Regions from separate parts of the Mus musculus genome. Here region 2 is linked to region 1. Evidence: chromatin contacts called from public HiChIP or PLAC-seq data. All regions are on one chromosome and are shown on one strand. Each heading gives the region's core, a stretch centred on a gene start, on an enhancer-like site or on the middle of the called end of the contact. The rest is flanking DNA. Distances are from core to core; before and after follow the strand shown. Region 1 overlaps Syt9 (synaptotagmin IX). Region 2 has its middle 13 kb from the start of Cyb5r2.

The links. HiChIP or PLAC-seq counts read pairs in DNA pulled down with a chosen protein or histone mark.
Region 2: a contact with region 1 is called in an H3K27ac HiChIP or PLAC-seq map of embryonic stem cells, with 9 read pairs. The contact joins two enhancer-like sites. A contact is called at or near these places in 1 of 484 Hi-C or Micro-C datasets (the N1E-115 cell line), 2 of 115 datasets of contacts at active chromatin or transcription factors (both in embryonic stem cells) and 2 of 9 other capture datasets (adipose tissue and liver).

What each region holds. Positions count from the first base shown.
Region 1 is chr7:107,532,599-107,538,609 of GRCm38.p6, forward strand. All of the region lies in intron 6 of Syt9 (synaptotagmin IX), which reads left to right. Among named protein-coding and RNA genes, the nearest start is that of Olfml1, 32 kb to the right of the region's middle. Within about 2 kb of position 2,868, at least 8 of the 459 cell types and tissues checked have an H3K27ac peak or open chromatin away from gene starts, as enhancers often do. A contact at or near this core is called in embryonic stem cells, where this site is marked.
Region 2 is chr7:107,767,951-107,773,961 of GRCm38.p6, forward strand. No RefSeq gene overlaps it. Among named protein-coding and RNA genes, the nearest start is that of Cyb5r2, 13 kb to the left of the region's middle. Within about 2 kb of position 3,236, at least 8 of the 459 cell types and tissues checked have an H3K27ac peak or open chromatin away from gene starts, as enhancers often do. A contact at or near this core is called in embryonic stem cells, where this site is marked.

The DNA of each region.
Region 1 (6,011 bases), core at 1,618-4,117:
GTTCAGAGACAACAGGGAAGGAGGGTGGGAGGTGGGCAAAGCCTGGCCTCTATAGCCATTCACTGGAGTCTTGTCCTTATTCTGAGAGCAGCCTTGATCCTGCAGAGGCCTTGCTTAGATGAGGGGCTGGCTTGAGGCTCTCTTGCCTTTGATGGCCCCTGCTAGATGTGCGCACTGTCCCTACAAGCAGATCTTAGGTCCTCATGCACGGGTACTCATCCCCGCTGTGTCCTGCCACAAGGTAGAAGAACAGGGCAGCAGCACATACCTCCTGCTCTGAGGAAGAAAGCGTTCTTCTTCATGAGGGCCCTGGCCTCAGTAAGGCACCATGCTTTACTTCCCATCTCATACCCTGATTATTCTGCGTCAACTCTCCTGAAAATGGCATCGACACCCATTGTGTCCCTGACATTGTGTCACACAGAGTTCTCTTTTCAGAATTACTGAAGTAGTTTGATAAACTAGCATAACCTGCTTTGTAACAGAACACAGAATTCTCTCAAAATAACTCACCTTTCATAAACCCTCGGACAGAATTCTTCAGTAGGCACAGTGAGTATGAGGGCAGGCCTCTACAGCTTCCCCAGTCTGCTGGCCAGGATGCCTGGTGAGTTAGCTCAAGGATAAAATACCAACAAGCCCTGCTTTACTAGAGTGGTACAGCGGCAGGGCTTGGTCTGGAAAGGAAAACCAAGAGCACAAGGGCCTTGGTCCTCAAGGAATGATAACAGAGAGGAGAGATAAAAGATTGAGGGGGTGTGGGGGGGACATTGTATGTTAAGACAGAGCAGCAAAGGCTGTGAGAAAGAGCGACATCCTCACAGCCCCACCCAGAGATGGCAGAGTCTGGAGGCCTTCTGAAATGGGCCACAGAGAGCTGTGACTCATAGAAAGAACCAGGCTCCAGTAAAGATAAGGAAATATACATAGGACTATAATAAAGTACTAAAGATACAGAGGAGACCAGATGAGATGAATGATGAGAACCACAGGAAGTCTGTGGATGGTGGGAAGAGGGTGCAGGTTCTACGAAAGGGGCTGCAGAGCAGCAGGAAGGATGCAGTAGCCAGAGGAAAATCAATGGGGCGTGGCCTGGCGTGGCCTTGCTGGGTGACCAGGCTGTGCTAGGTTTGAGAAGATAAAGCCTCAGCCCTAGACCATGGCAAGCCTGTTGGAGAGGGGTTCCCCACTCTCTAGCATTTATAAGCATCGGGTCTGATGTACCCTTGTCTTCTCACCACCTTAAACCCTAGCCCGCGTCTCTCCATTCCTGTCCTGACTTCTTTCCAGTGCTGGCTCCTGCCATCCTCATAGGCCAATATGCCTGGTGTGGTGGTTTGAAAGGTTTGGCCCCCATAGATTCATGTCTTTAAATGCTTGTCCATAGGGAGTGGCACTATTAGGAGGTATGGCCTTACTGGAAGATCTATGGCCTTGTTAGAGAAAGTACATCACTGTGTAGGTGGGCTTTGAGGACTTAAATATTCAAGCCAAGCCCCGTGTGGAATCCAGTCTTCTTAGGCTGTCTTCTGATCAATATTTAGAACTCTCAGCTGCTCCAGTACCATGCCTGCATGCTGCCATGGTTCCCACCATGATGACAATGGAGTAAACCTCTGAACCTGTAGGCCAGCCCTAATGAAATGTTTTACTTTATAAGAGTTGCACTGGTCATGGTGTCTCTTCACAGCAATAAAACCCTAGCTAAAACACCTTGTTTTTAAAAACAATACCTTGAATTAACAATGATATAATGTAAATATTCTTGCACCAAATTCCTCCTCTCACCAAGGCGCTTTATCATGCTATGTATATACATCATCCAATTGAGCTTTCACCCTGTGTGGTGCTTAATCGCCATTGGCAAGTTGTCTAACTTGGGAATCATCTAGGGGACATGTCTCTAGATGTTGTGTTTTATAAAATAAAGAGGCCAGGATATGTTTTGATAGAGGCATGGTATGGTGAGGTGGGAGGGGAGGTGCCTCATTAGGCCCATGCTGAGGTATCCCTTCCCCATAAAGTACCAATGCGACAAATATAGTATAGAATAGAGTTTATTTAGGACATGGGTAGGGGAGTTGGGAAGGGAGAAGAGAGAGAGCAGGGGGTGGGGGGAAGAAGAAGCTGGCCAGGAACACATGGAGAGAGATGAGGAAGAAGGAAGAAGAGAAGGGGGTCAGGGAAAGAAAGAGCAGAGAGTAAGAGAGAGAGCAGAGAGAATGAACTGGCTTATACTAAGCCAGGCATACCTGGCTGTTGCCAGGTAACTGTGGGGCAGAGCCTAGAAGGGTTGCTAACACTAGGTGTCTCTTTAAAGGGGAGTTTTCCAGGAAGATTTAGCTGAGCAAAGTAAACCCAGATGTAAGTGTGAGTGACACTATCCCATGGACTCAGGATTTGGCCTAAATAAAAAAGGGAAAGAAAGAGTGAACACCAACATTCATCTCTGCTTCCTGGCTGCGGACACAGTGTCACCCAGTATCTGGTGTTCCGCAAAGACTGTGTCCTCTCAAACTGAAAGCCAAAATAAGCCTGCCCTCCCCTAGGTTGCTTTTGCTAAATACTGTGTCACAGTAACAAGAAAGGTAAAGAGTGCAGCCTATAAACAGGCAAACAGTATTGTCTCCCACAAAACAAACTGAGCCTTACATAGTGTGTTCACTGTCACCAGCAGATGAGTGGCAAAGCAAGCAGGCTGAGTGGACCGTCTGTCCTAGTCTTTCTGTGTGACCCTCTTCAGTCTTGTCAGGTCTCGAATCAGTAACTTTGGACCTGGCCTTGTTGCTTTCCTTTGTGGTAGAGGTGATGAGAAGCCGGTCTTGGTTAACCTTGAGGTGTATAATGTGCTGCCGCTTGCTAACTCTGCCCCTGGGGCTCTGTCTTGGGCACAGCATACAAGGAGCTCCTCCCCCTCACCTGGTGTGAGAAGACAAAGCAGTATCCTTTACTTGTTTGTCAGAGCAGCAGCCATGCTTTATTCTGTAAGCAGCTGGGGTGTGTGTGTGTGTGTGTGTGTGTGTGTGTGTGTGTGTGTGTTTATCATCATCACAAAGGCAGACGAGATTGAAACAGGACTTTTGGTTCCAGACAGAGCTTTTAGACACAGTGTTCTTCCACACCACTGCTGCTAGAGTATAACCATCATAGCCATCCAGAGTGGATGGACCGCACAGGACGCTTTGGGAAAGGTTCTCCCTCTCACTTTCTCACTGTGTTAGTTGTGGTTTTTGTTACTGTGACCAAACACCTGAGACAAGCATGGAGGGAAGGAAGGGACAAGATGCTTTGAATGGAAATGGTGCCCATAGGCTCATAGGGAGTAGCATTGTTTGAAAGGATTATTTTATGCGCCCCTGTTGGAGGAAGTGAATCACTTCGGGGTGGGCTTTGAGGTTTCTAATGCTCAAGCCACGCCCAGTATCTCTCTCTTCCTGCTACCTGCCAGATGTAGAACTTCTCCAGCACCACATCTGTCTGTATGCCACCATGCTTCCCTCCATGATAATAATGAAGTAAACCTCTGAAACTATAAGCCAGCCCCAGTTAAATATTTTCCTTTATAAGAGTTGCTGTGGTCTGGTGTCTCTTCATAGTCTTAGGAACCTTAGCTAAGACAATGGGTTTATTTGGCTAACTCCTAACCTTACAACTAGGGAGGTGTGGCAGGGGAAATTCGAAGTGCTTCCAGAGTAAGGAAACAGAGATGAATGGTATTGGCTGGCTGCTTTCACATGGCTCTCCCTGCCTCAATTGGCCTAAACTAGATCATCTCTCAGACATACCTGTCTCCCAGGAAATTCTAGATCCTGTCAAGCTGACACTTGTTATAACCATCAAGCTCTCAGCCTGTAGCTGTTATACTTGACCTCTGCTTTGTTTCTTCTATTACAGTGTCCCTGGAAAGAGCATGCAGATATACTAACTCTCCTCACACTTTGCAGTCCCACGTCTCAGCCATTTAGAAGACATGTCTGTACCTCAGAGCTCAACCGGGTCTTGCACGATTAGGGATCATACAATTATGCTGGCTCTAAGAATTCTTTTCCCCTCGGTGTTAGTATTACTTGCTTCACTTAACAATGTGAGATGAAAACAAAGCCTAGGAATCCTCAGGAAAATTCTTTTGTTTCTACCCTGCTGGCATTGACTCACCGCCCCAGAGACCTCACATTCCCAAAAGCTTTGTGACGTAAGGAGCTTTGCTAATTTACTTTCAGTTGTTTTGATCTTGCTATTTCTTCCCCCCACCTAATCATCTGCTTCCATATCACCATAATTTCCAAACCCAGTAGGATGCATAGTGAACAATAGTGCAGTAAAACCGGGGAACTAAAAACCCTTTGTTTTTAAAATCTTAAAAGCTAATGGAGTTTTTTTCCCCCTTAATTTAGAGCTGCGCTATATTCTGTAGTGCCTCCCCACCCCCACTAATGTCTTCTAAAATATATTCTGATCAGTTCTGATGTTGTAGATGCGAAGGCTTGGTCTTCTAAAGCAGCACCTGGTCTTCCTTAGTTCCCTTAGCCTGCAATGGGAAAAGGTTGGATGTTGTGAGTGCAGCACTCCTGTTCTGATAAAAGGGTCTCATTTCCCCACAGAACAAAGCTCAGCCTCTGTCACCCTCCGTACAAGTATTTGGAAGAAGATAACCAAACCTAAGGGCTCCAGAAGTGTCTTTGTCCCCTTCACTTAGCACATTCCAGGATTGCTTTAGGCCATGACCTAGTGTAGGTCCAAGGGTCCTATTGGAACAACACCCATTTAAAATGCCACACTTCTGCACTGCAGTTGGAGCTGTGAGGTGCTAGTGTGAAGTTTCTAGCAGCTATCTTGACTTCTAAACATTAGAACTCAATTCCAGAAAGGGGCCAAACAAAGGAAAGCCAACCTGAGAGGTAGAGAAAGTAATGAGACCTGATGATATTGAACCTCTGGATCCAGCTGCTCCTGAGTGTGTACCTTATATGTGAACATGGACCTATGATGAACAGTGACAAGCCTTTACATTTGACACAGCTCCTGATCAAAATTTTCCACCCTCCACAGACACAAGAGAAAATAGCCACATAACGTGGCTCTTCGTTTTAAACTGTGAATACAGTGCCTGGTCACTAGGTAGAAAAGAGCTGACAGCAGAACGGGCTTAGAAATAACCTGTTCAGAGACTTTACCACCAAATGAAGAACATATGGAAGTCTGTAATGACTTTAAGCATTAGCATCTAGGAAACACTATTGTTTGGTACCACCTCGCCATCAGAGTATCAGAAAAGATTGTCATAGAGTTCACAGGCACAGGGACTGCAGGAATGCTGTGACTTGTCTACCTCCAGGGATAAGGGCCTTTCACTCCAATTCCGTGACCTATAATGAAGAGCTTCCCTCATACTCTGCCCGTGGCCTCTCTCCTCATAGGATAGGGCCCATCTCAAAGGTCTGGGTGCTGGCTCTGCAGAGGCCTGCTTCCTCGTTTGTGGAAACTCATCATATAGCAAGGAAGTACAGGTGACCAAGAGAGAACTCATTCTTCCATTAGTCTACTGACCAGTTAATCCATGATGGATAATTTCATCCCTGACAAAGGGACCAATTACCTTCCAAAAACCTCACCTCTCACATAGCATTAACTATGACTTTTGAGAGTTATGGGATTTGGAGAAGACATTCTAACCCTGCCTCACCCAGAATTCTTTCACAGAGAGTTGTCCTATAGCATAGCTGAAATCCCACACAGCCTGGCCAGTAAGCCCCACACTGAAAAGCTTTGTCTTTAGCTGGTCCAGAGGGATTTGAATGGGACAGTTCTCATATCCCGAGACAAGCAATACACTGGGCTTCTAGGAACAGAAACCTCAGCTCAAACTGCTCTGAAGAATGGATTTATTGCTTCATACGCATGCCTTTAATCCCAGCACTTGGGAGGCAGAGGCAGGCGAATTTCTGAGTTCGAGGCCAGCCTGGTCTACAGAATGAGTTTCATTCAGGACAGCCAGGGGTACTCAGAGAGAC
Region 2 (6,011 bases), core at 1,986-4,485, 240 kb after region 1:
CTCAAAACCTGCCTCCACAGAGACACACCTCCTTTAAGGCTGATATCTCCTAATAGTACTACTCCTAAGACCAAGCATTCAAACACAGGACTCTGTGGGGGCCATATCTATTCAAACCACCACAAATATTATTTCAGGTTTCTTGTGTTTATTGAGACTTGCTTTGTGCCTAATTATGTGGTAAAGTTTGAAGAAAGTTCTATGAGGTGTTAAGAAGAAGGTATACATTTTTGGGTTCGGGTGAAATGTTCTGTAACTATCTGTTAAGTCCTTTGCTTTATAACTTAGCTCCAGCACTTCTCTGCTTAGTTTTTGTATGGTGATCTGTCTATTAGTGAAAGTTTGTGGATGTGTGTGTGTGTGTGTGTGTGTGTGTGTTTCTTTCCTTATTTTGACTTTGCTGGTATGAGATTATTTATTCTTTGTGTTTTTATGGTTGTAGTTAACCTGATAAGATTGGAGTTTTCCTTCTAGTACCTTCAATAGGGCTGCATTTGTAAATGATATTGTTTAATTTTAGGTCGATCATGGAATGTCTTATTTTTACCATCTATGATGACTGAAGTTTTTCTGAGCATAGCAGTCTGGGCTGGAATCTGTGGTTTCAGATTCTGCAGCACATCTGTCCAGGCCCTTCTGTCTTTTAGAGTTTCCATTGAGAAGTCAAGATGTAATTCTAATAGGTCTGCCTTTATATGTTATATATATGATCTTTTTCCTTTGCAGGTTTTTAATATTCTTTCTTTGTTCTACACATTTAGTGTTTTGATCGTTATGTGCTGAGGGATCTTTCTTTTCTGGTACAATTTATTTGGTGTTCTGTATACCTCTTGTACATGTATAGGCCATGCCTACCTTAGGTTAGGGAAATTTTTTTCTATGATTTTGTTGAATATATTTTCTGGGCCTTTGAGTTGAGAATCTTGTCCTTTCTCTATTCTATTATTTCTTAGTATCCCAGATTTCCTGGATTTTTCCCCAGGAGACTTTTAGATTTAGCGTTATCTTGACTGATCTTCTATCTGATTTTCTTCTATCTGCTTCTTCTGAGATCATCTCTTCCATTGCTTGTATTCTGTTGGCAAAGCCTGCCTCTGTGTTTCCTGTTCAAATTCCTAAATTTTTCATTTCTGCTTTTTCCTAAGTTTGTGTTCCTTATTGATCCTATTTCCATTCTCAGGTCTTGAACTGTTTTATTCATTTCCTTCCATGGTTTGTGGGCTCATAAAGTGGTGCTTTTTATCTATTGTAATAATAACCTAAAAAGGCTTCAGGTAAGTATTTGGCTAGAAAAGAGCAGAGCAGGTGATCCAGTAACAGGAAGAAAAACAGAAGAAAGGGTGTACACTTCCTATTGTTTCTGTCTCTTTCACCATGTCAAACCCCCAACTTGTTTTTAACAAAGCCTAGGCTGTACAACACTGAAATCTCAACCCACATGACTCAATTATGGTCCTTTTCCCCAAAGCATCATTTAGCATCTGTCTCTGGGTACCATTATGTAACCATCCTTTCAGGAACAAAGCTTGGGAAAAAGACATAGTTCTGATGGTTCTGACAACTTGTCAGATCATCTTGCAGGAAAAACTGGAACTAAGACAATGACATGCCTGTGCCACACCTTGACCAAGTCTGCTTTAGTTACACATACCTCTTGTCTTCTTTTTTAATGTTAGCCTCATGTCAGGAGCCTGAACCAAAGATGGGCCTCACAGTTTGTCTTCCTGGTGTGGCCACATTCATTACTAATGGTTTCTTCAATTGGTCTGTTGAAGGTGGGTAGTTAAGCCTAGGTTGTTAAAGCTGAGAACACCCAGGCTCTGATCCTAAGAACTCTGATACAAAGCCATCAGATGAAAATCAAAGTCAACTCCAGTCAGAAAAGCAGGTAGGCTAAGTTCAGACCTTCACCTCTCCCTCTGCTCCTCCAAATCAAATCCCCCATTCTCATTCCCAGCTCTACAATGGGACACCTACTGCAGCCTCCTTTCTCCTTCTGCCCCCATGTCCAGTGTATCCCACAGATCTTCCCTCCTAACCACTCTCCCCCCATGCATTGCTTTATCCAAATACCCAACTCCAGTAGGCACTCCTTGCCAACACTGGCTACTCCTGCCAGAGAAACTGTTAGGCTAACTGCAGATCCTCACATCTCGCTCCATTTCTCCAAGTCCAATTCCCCATCTCTACATCAGAATTCCTATAACAATCTTCCCCCACCTCATCTCTAGTGGATCCCACAGATCTTCCTCTCCTAACCTTCCTCCCCAACTCTTTGCTTTATCCCATCCCACAACTCCAGCAGGCGTTCCCTGAAGACACATTGGCAGCTCCTGCCAGGGAAGCAGGTATAAAAACTTCATACTCTCACCTCTCTCTTCATTCCTCCAAAGCAATTCCCCTTGTCTCATCCTCTACAACAGAACATCTGCTTTGGCCTCCCTTTCCTCTGCGCCACCCCAGCTGGTCCCACAGAGCTTTCTCATTTAATCTCTCACTCCCCTTGTATTACTTTATCCCAGCTTCCAAATCCTTGATTTCTGTTTCTTCTCTGGAGTTTAGAAGACAATTATGGTTGTGTGTTGCACATAGGGAAATATTCTCTTGACAGTTGTGACCATTGGGAGTTCCAGGTTAAATGCATTTATGGGTATTGGGACCTGAGACTTAGATATGGGGATGGCCTGAGCATGGTTAAGGGGCTTTGTAAGAGGGAGGAATTTGTTGTTTCATCAGGATCTGCTTAGCCAGTACTCTGGGAATGGGGGGTGGGGGAGGGTAGGGAATGCTGAAAGTGCATAGTGGAAAGTCTATTAAAGAGCTGGAATGATACTGGGGCGTTGGACTTGGAGGAGGAAGGGAGGGGGAGATGAGAATCTGCAGTCACCCTGAACACGAGTCTGTAGAGTATCACGTGCACTTATACCATGGCGAGAGACAAGTTCTTCCCTCAGGGTAGAAGTCTCCAAGATTTCTGTTGAAAACTGTGGAGAGAAAGGTTAGGGCTCCTTTGGTGGACACGGTGGGAAGGAAGACCAATGACTCAGCAAACACATTCTTTTCGTCTTGTTGCCATGGAGATACAGGCTGAAATGTTCACAAGGGCATGAATGCACGTGGAAATATATGGATGTTAGTCTGTCCTCAGCCTGGGATCTAGGTGATTGTCCCTTAAGTGGTGTGGTAAGCCAGGCATGGTAGCTTATGCATGTGATACCAGCATTCATTAGGTGGAGGCAGAAGAATTTCAAGACAAGGCCAGGTTGGAGCACATAGTGAGTTTTAGGACAGCCTATGTTACATAATAAGACCCTGCTTCAAGAAAACCAAAACAAGGGTGGGTGAGATGGCTCAGTGGTGAAAGATGTTGGCTACCAGGCCAGGTAACCTGAGTATAATCCCTGGGATCCGCATGGTAAAAGAAGAGAATCGAATCCTACAAGTTTTTCTCTGATGGTGATATATGCCAGGGCACACGTTTTTCTCTCTTATACTCTGTCTCTGTGTTGTTCTCTCTCTCTTTCATATGCATGCATCTGCATGCACACAGAAACACAAACGTGGTGGATAGCTCTGGGGCTAATTATATTTGATGTTAATTCCATTCTCCTGTGAGTGGCTTTGAACAAGGAATGAGTCACCACTCAGGTGATTTCCTGTAAACCTGCTTCCCACCTTAATTTGTAAAATAAAGGAGAGCTGAGGATTGGGTAGATAGAAGGGAAGGTGGGGCAGAAGGTGAGAGGGAGAGAAGAAGGAGAAAATGGAAAAGAGAGAGGACACAGAGGAAGAGGAAGAAGAAGAAAAGCAGAGCAGAAGCACGTGGCCTGGAGAAACTGCAAGTTCTAAGGGTTCTCATAGATGCGGAAGATGGTAGTATAGCTATACATCTGCCCAATCAAGGCACACAGCATGTATTCATATAAACTGTGTTGTGTTTTCATTGCTGGGGCATAATTAGGTTGGAGAGATTTACTGCAACACAAACTAGGTAAACAAATGTAATAAAAATTAAAACAAACAAACAAAAATTAAAATCAAAACTGAAGACAAAATGGTACGGTATATCTAGGAGACTGAGGGGGTTGTACACTTGGCAGAAATACTTATGTCAGAGCTTCCTGATTGCAAACAGGACCAGGCAAGCTTTTCTAATGATTCTGGGGTTTGTGGGTCTTCAACCTTGATATATAACGTATAGACTGAATATTGTGATATATTTTATCTGCTAACTTAGCTCCTTAATCTGTATGTTAATTATTGTGGTAAGGACTGAGGAGAGATGAATAATGTGGGGTATATTGATTAGACCTCACTTTCCCAAGTAAGATGAGATCCTCAGAGTCTGTGAAGCTGTCCATCTTGGTCCTTGTTCTATACATGGCCAATACTAATGCAGAAGCAAGAGGAAAACCGAAGTCCTGAAATTAGAAATGGAGGACATGCCTCTTATTTCACACCAGAAGCAGCGTTTCTAAACATCAAGACAAAGCTTTTTACACAGGAACATTCATTTACTTCTTAAGAGAATTTTCTTTAAATGACTTAGAATGTTCTCTACAGATACAGAACTTTTTTTTTTTTTTTTTTTTGAGATAGGGGTCTCTGTGTAGCCTTGTCTAGCCTGAACCACCTACATCTTCCTTCCAAATGATGGGATCAAACAACACCACACTTGGCAAGATGATTCTTAGTCATCACAGCCAGTCTATCCGGAAAAGACCTTTTCAAGCTACCAGATGACTTTTCCTTGCCCCCAGAAGTGTTGGGAGAGAGCAGAAATACCAGGTTTTCTAGTAGATACTTACTTCAAAAGTGAAGCCATCACCTACTTCTCTTCATACTATCCCTGTGGTGAAGGGAATACAATACCTCAGTGTGCTTTAGAGGTAAAAATGGGATTTTTGAGCCATTATAGCTTGTTAGACTTCTCATCTACTTAAAGAATTCCTGTTATTAAAGTAAAAGTAGTTCCTTTTAAAATTTGAGGTCAGCCTGGTCTACGTAGTGAGTTCCAGGTCAGCAGATTTGTTACCTTGCACAAAGCTCTAGTCCAGTTGGATCAAGAACCTCAACATAAAACCAGATACACTGAATGGAATAGAAGAGAAAGTGGGAAAGAGCCTCAAATTTCCTGAACAGAACACTAATGGTTCAGGCTATAAGATCAATAATTGATAAATGGGACCTCATGAAACTGAAAAGATTCTATAAGCCAAAAGACATAGTCAATAGGACAAATTGGCAACCTACAGATTGGAAAAAAAAATCTTCACCAACCCTACATCCGATAGAGGGCTAATATCCAAAATATATGAAGAACTCAAGAAATTAACCTCCAAATAACCAAATAGCCCAATTAAAAATGGAGTACAGAGCTAGACAGAGAATTCACAACAGAAGAATCTCGAATGGCCAAGAACCACTTAAAGAAATGTTCAAAGTTCTTAGTCATCAGAGAAATGCAAATCAAAATGACCTTGAGATTCCACCAAATACCAATCAGAATGGCTAAGATAAAAAATTCAAGTGACAGAACATGCTAGCTAGATGTGGAGAATAGGAACACTCTTCCATTGCAGGTGGGATTGCAAACTGGTACAACAACTCTGGAAATCAATCTGATGGTTCCTCAGAAAATTGGAAATAGTTCTACCTGAAGACCCAGTTATACTACTCTTGGGTATATGCCTCACCATAACACAAGGACATGTGCTCCACTATGTTCATAGCAACCTTATTTGTAATAGCCAGAAGCTGGAAACAACCCAGATGTCCCTGAACCAAAGAATGGATAGAGAAAACATGGTTCATTTACACAATGGAATACTATTCAATTATTAAAAATGAGTAGATCATGAATTTTTCAGGCAAATGGATGGAACTAGAAAATATCATCCTGACTGAAGTAACCTAGACCCAAAAGGACATGCATGATATGAACTAACTGATAAGTGGATATTAGCCAAAAAGTACAGAATACCTAGGATACAGTTCACAGACTGTAAGAA